Regions from separate parts of the Mus musculus genome. Here region 1 is linked to region 2. Evidence: chromatin contacts called from public HiChIP or PLAC-seq data. All regions are on one chromosome and are shown on one strand. The core of a region is the stretch at or near the end of the contact, and the rest is flanking DNA. Distances in the headings are between cores, read along the strand shown.

What was found. HiChIP or PLAC-seq counts read pairs in DNA pulled down with a chosen protein or histone mark.
Region 1: an H3K27ac HiChIP or PLAC-seq map of thymic regulatory T cells shows a contact between it and region 2, with 5 times the contacts expected there. The contact joins the promoter of Polg2 here to the enhancer-like site in region 2. A contact is called at or near these places in 5 of 39 promoter capture datasets (the C10 cell line, the HPC-7 cell line, HPC-7-derived erythroid cells and 2 more), 17 of 484 Hi-C or Micro-C datasets (CD4 T cells, CD8 T cells, astrocytes and 11 more), 8 of 115 datasets of contacts at active chromatin or transcription factors (DN3 thymocytes, acute myeloid leukemia, bone marrow-derived macrophages and 5 more) and 3 of 9 other capture datasets (adipose tissue, embryonic stem cells and liver).

The regions. Positions count from the first base shown.
Region 1 is chr11:106,776,308-106,781,878 of GRCm38.p6, reverse strand. It overlaps Polg2 (polymerase (DNA directed), gamma 2, accessory subunit), which reads left to right and starts at 2,342. Exons shown (of 8, transcript NM_015810.2): 1 at 2,342-2,920; 2 at 4,318-4,444; 3 at 4,631-4,736. The coding sequence starts at 2,437. Ddx5 (DEAD box helicase 5) reads left to right here. Exons shown (of 13, transcript NM_007840.3): 13 at 1-1,523. The coding sequence ends at 29.
Region 2 is chr11:106,534,829-106,539,996 of GRCm38.p6, reverse strand. All of the region lies in intron 5 of Tex2 (testis expressed gene 2), which reads left to right. Among named protein-coding and RNA genes, the nearest start is that of Gm22711, 36 kb to the right of the region's middle. Within about 2 kb of position 3,731, at least 99 of the 459 cell types and tissues checked have an H3K27ac peak or open chromatin away from gene starts, as enhancers often do. A contact at or near this core is called in CD8 T cells, DN3 thymocytes, the HPC-7 cell line and 7 more, where this site is marked.

The sequences.
Region 1 (5,571 bases), core at 1,093-3,592, 240 kb before region 2:
ATCCCATGCCAACAGGGTATTCTCAATAAGACTTTAGAAGTATATGTAAATGTCTGTTTTTCATAATTGCTCTTTATATTGTGTGTTATCAGACAAGATAGTTATTTAAGAAACATGGGAAATGCAGAAATGACTGCAGTGCAGCAGTAATTATGGTGCACTTTTTTCGCTATTTAAGTTGGATATTTCTCTACATTCCTGAAACAATTTTTAGGTTTTTTTTGTACTAGAAAATGCAGGCAGTGTTTTCACAAAAGTAACTGTACAGTGATTTCAAATACAATAAATGAAGGCAATGCATGGCCTTCCAATAAAAGATATTTGAAGACTGAATTAAGTGAAATTGTACTTTATTTTACATATATAATGTCATGTACAACTTGGCTTAGATAGTGTTTTTGGGGGGGATTTTTGTTTTGGTGTTTATTTTTACACAAGGAAAGTTGACTACTTCCCATTCCTGGATTTAGGAGAGGAACTCAGAAGGCCCTTAGGATGATCTGTTTGTATGGGAAGAAGTTAGAGACAATGGATTTTATAATTCCAGATTTATTGGATAAAAGCTTTGTCATTTTTCAGTATCAGGGAAGTAAGTCATTTAATAGCCTATTTTCCTTAAGAGTGAACTACAGGACAGTAACTATATAAATACATGTTGATTTCTTTTGCAAAACAGTTTTAAGTAATGACATTTTTGCTTTATCAAAATTTTATTCCATCTCTTGGTTTTGTTGTCAACTGCCGAAATGTGCGAAGCTGAAAGACTGTTAGCCCAAGAGCTGTGTGCACTGTGTCTTTAGTGCAGGATTACCTTGTAGGTTCCTAGTCCTCGAGGACTTGCCAGAGTGCTTATAGCCACACCTGGAAGTCAGGAATGTCTCCACATTATTTCAGGGGATTTTAGGGGTCTTGTAGGCTAGTCACAAGGAAGACGACATAACCAAAAGCACAGTAAAGTTTTCGGGTTAGGTTCACTATGGGCTTAACAGCTAGAAGGATTGGGGGGAAAGCTTTAGATTTAAGTAGGATCACCAGCAAACAGCTTTGTTTCAGAATGGCTATAAGTAGGTCTAAATGTCTTCCCAAAAAATTGGTGTGTTTTTTGCCCAGGACAAAAGTCTTAAAGGAAGTTATTTAACTTTTTGTTTTTAAAATGGGCTTATTGTTAATGCCTTATTTATAAAATGTTAAAACAAAATAGAATGTGCTGGGGGTGGGAGCTGGGCGTGTTTTCCAGGGCTGATAACATTGAAAACTGGTTCATCCTCTAGTACTGAGTGGTTTTCAATGGCATGGCTAGTCAGATTCATGATTTTTAAGTATAGGTGTAGATTGGAGCATTTATTACATATTTTACTGTTCAATGTCTTAATGTGGACCTTTTATTTTGTAAATAATTATGGAAATGATTGTGGGGCTTGGAAAAAATTACCTTTGAAGTTTTAAAAGACAGTCCACTTTTTAGCATGTGTGTTGTGTCCAGCCTGTGGTTGTCTTAACTAATAAATGTGATTTTTCTCCCCATTCTCTTCATTTATTTATTCGCGTAGAGGCCTCTTACCTGGGTTTTTGCACCCCCGCCTTCCCCATTCCAGCTATCCTGGAATTTGATACATAGGCCAAGCTGGCCTTGAAGTCAGAGATTGTCCCTTATGCATATGTTAACATAGGAGTGAGCTACCACAACAGTCCTGCACCTTATAATCAAACTCCAGTATCAAAAACACCCCTTTGTCCTAGTCAGGTATTAACTGATTTCTACGAGAAGGGAAGTACAGAGGTTAAGAGCACTGCTCTTCCAGCAACCATACGGTGCCTCACAACCACCTGTAGTGATGGCCTCTTCTGGTGTGTCTGAAGACAGCAACTCACAAATCTTTAAAAAAAAAAAAAAAAATTCTTTTTAAGGAGGTGGTTAATAAATTCCCGAAGCCCTTTTTAAGACCTGGTCACCCTGTCTGTCCAGCCACACCCGGGAGAGAGTGGAGTGGCCATTGGTGATAATGTTTGCCAGCATTAGTATAAACTAAAAGTGCACAACACATTCCCTTGGAGACTGAACGCTAAGCCTCACATCAGTACCGTCCAGGACAACATTTTGGAAGGGGTTTTTTTCGTTTTGTTTGGCAGCTCGGAAAACCTGATGCTAACTCTATAGTAACAGGATTGTGGTAAAAGCTAAACAAGTGAATGTGAGGCAGGTGGAGTTACCAAACGGAAAATCCCAAAGGTAGTAAACAATCAGACGCTGGCGTCAGCCGCGGAGGCCGGGATACGCCCAAGGCGGCTGCTGCTCAGCAGCGGGTGACGCTCTTCCGGGGGCGTGGTCTACAGCACGTCCATTTCCGCTGTGCCTGCACCCCAGGCCCTGGTGCTGGTGTAGGTTTGAAACTGCGGCTCTGCACGGGAGGTGCTGGTGTTCCGACTCCTGAAGCGATGCGCTGCGGTGGCGGCGCCAGGGCCTGCCGCAGGGCCTGCAGGTGCTGGCTGTCCGGGTACGCGGGTCCCGCAGATGGGACGCAGCAGCCTGACGCCCCCGAGCATGCGGTGGCCCGCGAGGCGCTGGTAGACCTCTGCCGGAGGAGGCACTTTTTCAGCGGGACGCCGCAGCAGCTCAGCACGGCTGCTCTGCTGAGCGGGTGCCACGCGCGCTTTGGACCTTTGGGTGTAGAGTTACGAAAGAACCTAGCCTCACAGTGGTGGTCCTCTATGGTGGTGTTCAGGGAGCAGGTCTTCGCGGTGGACTCCCTCCACCAGGAGCCGGGCTCTTCGCAGCCGAGGGACAGTGCCTTCAGGTTAGTCTCTCCAGAAAGTATACGCGAAATCTTGCAAGACAGAGAGCCGAGTAAGGAACAGCTAGTGGCATTTCTTGAGAACTTATTAAAAACTTCTGGGAAACTACGGGCGACTCTTCTTCACGGTATGGCTCTTCGCGTTTCGTGCTTCTGAACAGATTTGGGGTGGAAAAGCAGTCTTGCACGAGTTTGGAGACAGCAACGGCCCTAGGCTTCCAGGCAAAGAAGTGACCAGGTTCCTTTTTTTTTTTTTTTTTTTTTTTTTAATAACATCAGAGTGATCCACCTTGAGGCAAAGGTCCGAGGCATCATTCCTGAAGAAATTTGTAAAGCATTCAGTTTGACGAGCAAACCTAAAACTATAGAGGTAGGACCTTATATAAATCAGTCACATGCTTTCATTGATACCAAGGCATTTTCAAAGACTTCCTCTGTTCCAGTTTTAAATACAATTATCAACTCAGGTTTTTCTTTTTTTTTTTTTTTTTTTTTTTTTTTTTGAGACAGAGTTTCCCTGTGTAGCCCTGGCTGTCCTGGAACTCACTCTATAGACCAGGCTGGCCTCGAACTCGGAAATCTGCCTGCCTCTGCCTCCCAAGTGCTAGGATTAAAGGCGTGCGCCACCACTGCCTGGCAACTCAGGTTTTTCTTGGTGTTTTTTGTTTGTTTGTTTGTTTTTGGTTTGTTGCTTTGTTTTGTTTTTTTTTTTTTTGTGGGGTTTTTTGCCAGGTAATTTTTTAGCTTGTCAGCTAGAAGATGAGATACACATCTTTAAAGTCAAATATAACAAATTCGGAAATGCTGCCTCTGCCGTTTAGCAGTATGGAGTAGCTAACAACACCTTACAAATCCAAGCTTGTGAAAATTAGTATATACTGTAACCTTAAATTTTTAAAGCAAAATAAAGCAAGCCGGTGATAAATGCAATTAGATTGTAGTATATTTTATCCTGTATTCTTGGTATTGATTGATTAAACAGTCTCACCATGTCCCCCAAACATCAGCTGTTTTTTACCTCTCAGTCTTTTAGATCAAAGTTGCAGACTGAAAATGAGATTTTGAGTTCAGTGTGGATAACATGGAAGTCAGTTCTCTCCTCCTATCGTGTGGGTCCTGGGGATAGAACTCAAGACTTCAGGCTTAGCAGCAGCTGCTTCTACCAGCTGAGATGTCTTTCCAGGTTTAAGGATTTTTTTTTTGGTTTTTCGAGACAGGGTTTCTCTTTGTAGCCCTGACTGTCCTGGAACTCACTTTGTAGGCCAGGCTGGCCTCTGCCCCACACTTGGTTTTTTTCTTTCTCTCTCTGAAGATACTGGACTGTTCTTTTGTTTCTTCTTTTGAGAACCTGATTTCTTTATCTCAAGTTTACCTTGAAATCAGTCTGTAGCCCAGGCTTGCTTCAAAGTGTCAGAGTCCTCTTGCCTCCACCCCTGAGTACCAGGATACCAAGTGCTGGGCTCAGAGTTCACTGCTGGTTTCCCTAAGTGAAATAGATTTATATGATCGGTTTGTTTCTTGGCAGGTGCCTTGGAGCACTATGTTAATTGCCTGGATCTGGTAAACAGAAAGCTACCTTTCGGTCTTGCTCAGATTGGAGTCTGTTTCCATCCTGTTTCGAACAGCAATCAGACACCCAGCAGTGTTACAAGGTACAAACTGTGACAGATAACCTGGTTTGCTACTTAAATACTCAAGTATTTCACTATTTCACTTTGTGATTCATTAACATTCTGTTTTGTTTGTTTGTTTGTTTGTTTGTTTTTACAATGATATGGAATTTTAATGAATGAATATTTTTTTTTCTCCTTTTTTTGTTTGTTTGTTTTTAAATAAAGAGTTGGTGAAAAGACGGAAGCTTCCTTGGTATGGTTTACTCCCACAAGGACTTCGAGCCAGTGGCTTGATTTCTGGTTGCGTCATCGGCTTCTGTGGTGGAGAAAGGTACTCCAGTAATAATTTCAGTAGTTAATAATTGAACTCATATTTTGGTTTTAGTATTTGAAACAGGGCCTTGTATAACCCTGCCACATCTCAAGCTCCATATGTAGCCTAGAATGACCTTGAACTTGCTGCTTGTCTGAGCTCAGGGATTATGAAGAGAGCTATCACCCCCAGTTTGGGGATTCCTATGTCTAAGCCTCCTGAGCACCGAGCTTACTTACAGACATACTCCACCTCATCGGGCTTATGAATAGAACTTGATTTACCTTTGGGTTTCGTGTTTTAGTTTTAGTTTTTTCTCCCCCCCCCCCACCCCCCCCAGACAGGGTTTCTCTGTGTAGCCCTGGCTGTCCTGGAACTCACTCTATAGACCAGGCTGGCCTTGAACGCAGAGATCCACGTGCCTCTGCCTCCCAAGTGCTGGGATTAAAGGCAGCGTGCCACCACTGCCAGGCCAGTTTTAGTTTCTTCCAAAGAAAATTATTGTGTAGCTGGAGAGATGGTTCAGTGGTATTCTAGAGGAAGAATTTGGTTCCCAGCACCCAAGTTAGGCAGCTTATCACTGCCTGTAACTCCACCTCTAAGGGATCTGACTCCTTCTTCTGGCCTCTGAAGGCTTCTGTAAACATATAGCACACAGACAGGTAAATGTAAATAAAATGACACACACGCACCACTCCAGGTTTTCTCTAGGCCTGGTTGTCCTTGAAGTCACTTTGTAGAGCAGTCTTTGAATTTACAGAGATCTGCCTGCCTCTCCAGTGCTGAGATTAAAGTGTGTACCACGACCACCTGGCAAAATAAATCTTTAAAAAAAAAAAAAAAAACATTACTT
Region 2 (5,168 bases), core at 2,482-4,981:
TCCAAGACAGCCAGGGCCACAAGCAAACCAGTACTCACTGGGCTTGGTGGCAAGTACCTTTACCCACTGAGTCATCTCCCTGGCCTAAGAATAGTCTTTAATAAATGATGTGGGAATAGCTAACTATCCATGCAGAGGAAAGATGCTGAGCCTGAGCCTCACGCTCCATGCAGAATTAGCTCGTGTGCTCACAGACCTCAAGGTAAACACTAAGCTATACAGCACATAGCAGAAGTCACTCTTAGACTGAGTTAGGGGAAAGCTCCTGAGCAGGGCATGGGGTGCACATCAGAAACTTAGCACACAGGAAACTGATAAAATATGAGTTCAAGCCTGCCCAAAAGAATACAAGGAAGTAGCCTGGTCTACAAAGTGAGTTCCAGGACAGCCAGGGCTATACAGAGAAACCCTGACTTGAAAAACCAAAAAAAAAAAAAAAAAAAAAAGAATACGAGGAAGCAAAAAGAGAAAAACTAAAGCTCCTACAAAGACAACAGAAGCAAACATCCAAAGGAAAGTAAACTAGGTTCACCTAAGTCAAGCCACGGTGCCATAAAAAGTGCCATAGAGAGCGTTGAAAGCGGGCAAGCCAGATGGCATAGGTAGAGGGGCTGCTACCAAGCCTGATGACCCAGGTTCAGTCCCAGAACCCACATGGTGGAGAAAACCCACTCCCATACACTAAATACAAATCAACAAAATATAGTAAAAGCAGATTTTCAAGTTAAAAATAAAAAGTAGGAGATGGTTCAGTGGTCAAGAGCACACACTGCTCTTCCAGAGGACCTGGGTTTGATTCCCAGCACCCACATGGTGCCTCACAACTGCTTGTAACTCCAGCTTCAAAAGGATCTGACATTCTCTTCTGGTCTCCCTAGGCACTCCACACATGTGCCACACACTTACACAGACACACATAGATGCAAAAAAATGAAAATAATCAAAATAAATCTCTAGGGCTGGCGAGATGGCTCAGTGGTTAAGAGCACTGATTGCTCTTCCGAAGGCCCTGAGTTCAAATCCCAACAACCACATGGTGTCTCACAACTATTTGTAATGAGTTCTGACGCCCTCTTCTGGTGCGTCTGAAGACAGCTACAGTGTTCTTATTTAATTAATAATAAATAAAATCTTTGGGCTGGAGCGAGCAGAGACTGAGCGAGTGGGGTTGACTGAAGCAAGCAGATGTCCTAAAATTCAAAAATCCCAACAACCACATGAAGGCTCACAACCATCTGTACAGCTACAGTATACTCACTAGATAGATAGATTGATAGATCTTTTTTTTTTTTTTAAATCTTTAAAAAATAGTCCACAGAGTAGGAGAAAACATTTGTAAATTATTTCTCTTATATTGGTCTAATACTCAAACTATATAAAGGAATGTTATGACTCAATAGTAAGGATATAAATAGTTGAATTAGGAAATACGTAAATGCAGAGGGAGATGACCCAGTCAGCAAATGTCGGCTTTACGAAGATCTGGGTTCAGATTCCCCAGCACCCATGCAGAGTCAGGCATGCTGATGTTCATCTGAAATTCCCAAGCTAGGCAGGCAGAGCGAGGGAGATCCCTGCAGCCCAGTGGCCAGACAGCTTAGTTTAGTTAATACGGTTAGGGTCTGTGAGACCCTGTCAAGAAGATGGTCTGAGATAGAGAGCTGAGCAGTTACAAGTGCACACTGCTTTTGCTCCCGTATCAGGCAGATCACACCGGTCTAAATGCTAGCTCTGGGGATCTCATGCAATTCTTAGGCTTTGGTCAGTGACTGCACTCGTGTGCTTACCCACCCCACCCCCTCACCATAAGAAATAAAACTTTATAAACTGGTAATCTCTCTGGGCTCATACGTACACACAGTAAGGGAAAAGGCAAGTGTGACAGGGACTGGAGTGACAACTCAGTAGGTAAGGGCTTGCTGGCATGGTGACATGCATTTAACTCCCAGATAAGCCAGCCAGGTATGATGGTGCGCGCTTGTGATCCAGCACTGAGGAGACGGAGACGGGTGGATTCTGAGCTCCCTGACTAGCCAGTCTGGCCTACGCGGTGTGTCTCAAGTCCTAGTGAGAGACCCTGTCTCAAAAAACAAGGTGGGCAGCCTTTAAACACACGCGCGCGCGCGCGCGCGCACACACACACACACACACACACACACACACACACTTTTAAAAAAATAGCAAAAATCTTGTTCCAGAACAGCCAGGACTATTACACAAAGTAACCCTGTCTGGAGGATGGGTGGGGAATCTTGAAAGTATTGCTGCATTGGTCAGGCATGGCGCCACAGCCTGTAATCCTAGCACTTAGAAGATGGAAGCAAGAGAATCATAAGTCAAGGAATCCAAGGCTAGCCCAATCTACAGGAGACTATCTTATAAAACCAGTTTTGGGGGTGGTGGAAGGGAACTAGACACAGTCTCACTATGTGGCCGGGGCTGACCTGGGACTTACTATAAAGACTAGGCTGGCTTCTAACTCACAAATGCAGAGATTAAAGGCACATGCTTTTTTTAAAAATATTTTTAAAAGATTTATTTATTTATTATATGTAAGTATACTGTAGCTGTCTTCAGACACTCCAGAAGAGAGCATCAGATCTCATTACGGATGGTTGTGAGCCACTATATGGTTGCTGGGAATTGAACTCAGGACCTTTGGAAGAGCAGTCGGTGCTCTTAACTGCTGAGCCATCTCTCCAGCCCCCGGCACATGCTTTTATTATTATTTCTTAATTATTGGTACGCTGGAAAAAGACTGAAACTGGGCTGGCAGTGCGAGTCTGTAGTCCTAGTTCTCAAGAGCCTGAGGTGGGATTGCCAGTTTGAAGTCATCTGTGGTTATACAGTGAGACCATGTCTTTAAAGGGGGGGCAGCTAGGCTTAAAGAAAATACAGTGAAATGATTCTGTTCTAGCTGGGAAGAGAGAACTTACGTGTGTTCTGTAATGAATATGCATTGTTTTTCAAATCTGGGGAACAAGCACACAAATGTGAAGAAAGTGCCCTGCTGTCTCTGCTCTTGGACCAGGCCACCACAGCTGCCACCTTGACACAGCAGCCATGTGAGACCAAACTCAGGAGCAGTTGTTTCAATCTCTCTTATAGCAGAAAGGCATCCCTGGCCTCCCACAGAATTGAGTCCGTCCATGCTGCGTTGGAGATAAGCTCATTTTAAATACAGTCCTCCCCAGGAGCTAGATAGATAGACAGTGTCTGCGGATGGCCTTGCTTCAGCTCCGGAACATTGGCTTCCCCAAACATTGCCTTTGGAAGCAGGCTTGGGAGGCTACCCTTCCTCCCCGTGTGGATGGAGGAGGCGGCACAATGAATATTCTCCGCACATTTATTCTTCAGCTTTAAATTTTGATGACAGTCACTGGAAATGCATCCTAGCAGCCTGTGGAGGCCAGATTCTGTTCATAAACCCTTTTGATGCATTGTCTGTGTTCTGCAGCTCTGTGTTTGTCTTTGTTCCCTGTGCCCCAGTGCAGAGCCTGCCTTAGATACAGGGACTGGGAAAAGGAAAAGCAACATGCTTGTCAGTTCCTTGAGACGTCTTACCGCATCCTGTGTCACTGGCTTGGACGTCATTGTGAAATAGTCTTTGTTTCTTGCTGTGAGAGAGAGGGGGGGGTGTTTCCTGTAAAAAATGAACATTTTAAGAAAGACTGATAAAGGGTACACGTGCTCTCCTGAGAAAGGAAGAGGTGGCCTCTTCTGTGTAGCCTACAAGACAAAAAGTGGTGAGAGTCTGACGTGGGCAGTGGTTTGGCTCAGCCCAAGTAGCCTGGGGGCCATTTTCTTCAGACACGTGATATTTCTTCAGTAGTCTGTGCAGATGATCTGATGGGGCTTGAGGAGTCCTGAACCTGTTACCCTGAGCCTGAAGATGACAGTGCACAGTGTGCAGGAGCATGGGGTAGGAGTGCAAACACATGTCCACACACGTGTACACACACTTGTGGTACAAGAAATGGCTGACGCCAACTTCTATCCTTTCATCCGGAAGTCGGTGGTGGAAAATATCTCCGTCAATGTGCAGGACCTGACAGCAGCAGGGGTAGAGTCAGGCAGAGCCACCTCTTCTAAAATGGAAAAGTTAATATGTAGCAATTCTAAACAAAGGTGTTAATTTTTAATGGGTGTGCATGTGTGGGTGTCTGTGTGAGTGAATGCGGGGTGTGTGGGGTGCCTGTGGAGGTCAGAAGAGGGTGTCATCTGGTGTTGATGGTGGTTCTCAGCCACCAGTGGGTGCTGAGAACTGAAGTGTATCCTCCGGAGTGCAATAGTGCTCTTAGCCACCTAGCTGCTCTTCCAGCCTGTTTGTTTTTAATAAGTCACTGACATTCTAAGGAAGACTTTGGAAATCATCTAGATTTGAAGGAGTCTAAAACAGGTCCTAGACTCTGATGTGTTACTGGAAAATGGAAGTGAGCCCCCCATTCCCTAGCTCCCAGAGAAAGAGCTGGCACAGCTATGACATGACATTGGGGGCTGAGCAGTCTGCTGGCTTCACATCAGAGTCTGTGCATGGCTCACATAGATCAGACCCTAAGTCCAGGCTTCAGATCTGCTACGCGACATAAGCCGTAGGGGTCTTACAACCAGGCAGACCTTCAAGGTTCGATTCTTGGTACCTAGTGACCAGTGTGCCATGCCACTGGCCTGGGCACATAGCCAGATGAACCAATTGGCTACCTAGAGCAAGCCACGGTGGCACTTATGCACAAGCACAGGCATGAAGTAGAAGAGAGTGGATGGTCTAAAGTCATAACATGTGGAGCCCAGATGTGTTTACGTAGATCACAAAGGGAAAGAAGTGTGAGCAGTCATTAGACTTCTGCATTTCTAGATCTTTTCATCTTTCCTTCTGTCTGTTAGCTTTTCTATATAAGGCTGCAGTCTAATTCAGATGTCCCAACAAGTGTCTGTCTCATTGGCTGGATGTTGGTGCCTGTCCTCCCTCATGACAGAGTAAGCAGAGAACCAGAATCAGGCTTCAGTCATGAACTAGGGATTGTTCCTTCCTCAGATGGAAGCAGGATTCCCCTCTTCCTGGGGTATTGTGATGCTCAGATATGGTAATCTTTAGGAGTCACCTATATATCTATGTGTGTCTATGGTCAGCAGCACTAATCCTGCCACCCTTGTAAGTACTGAACCCA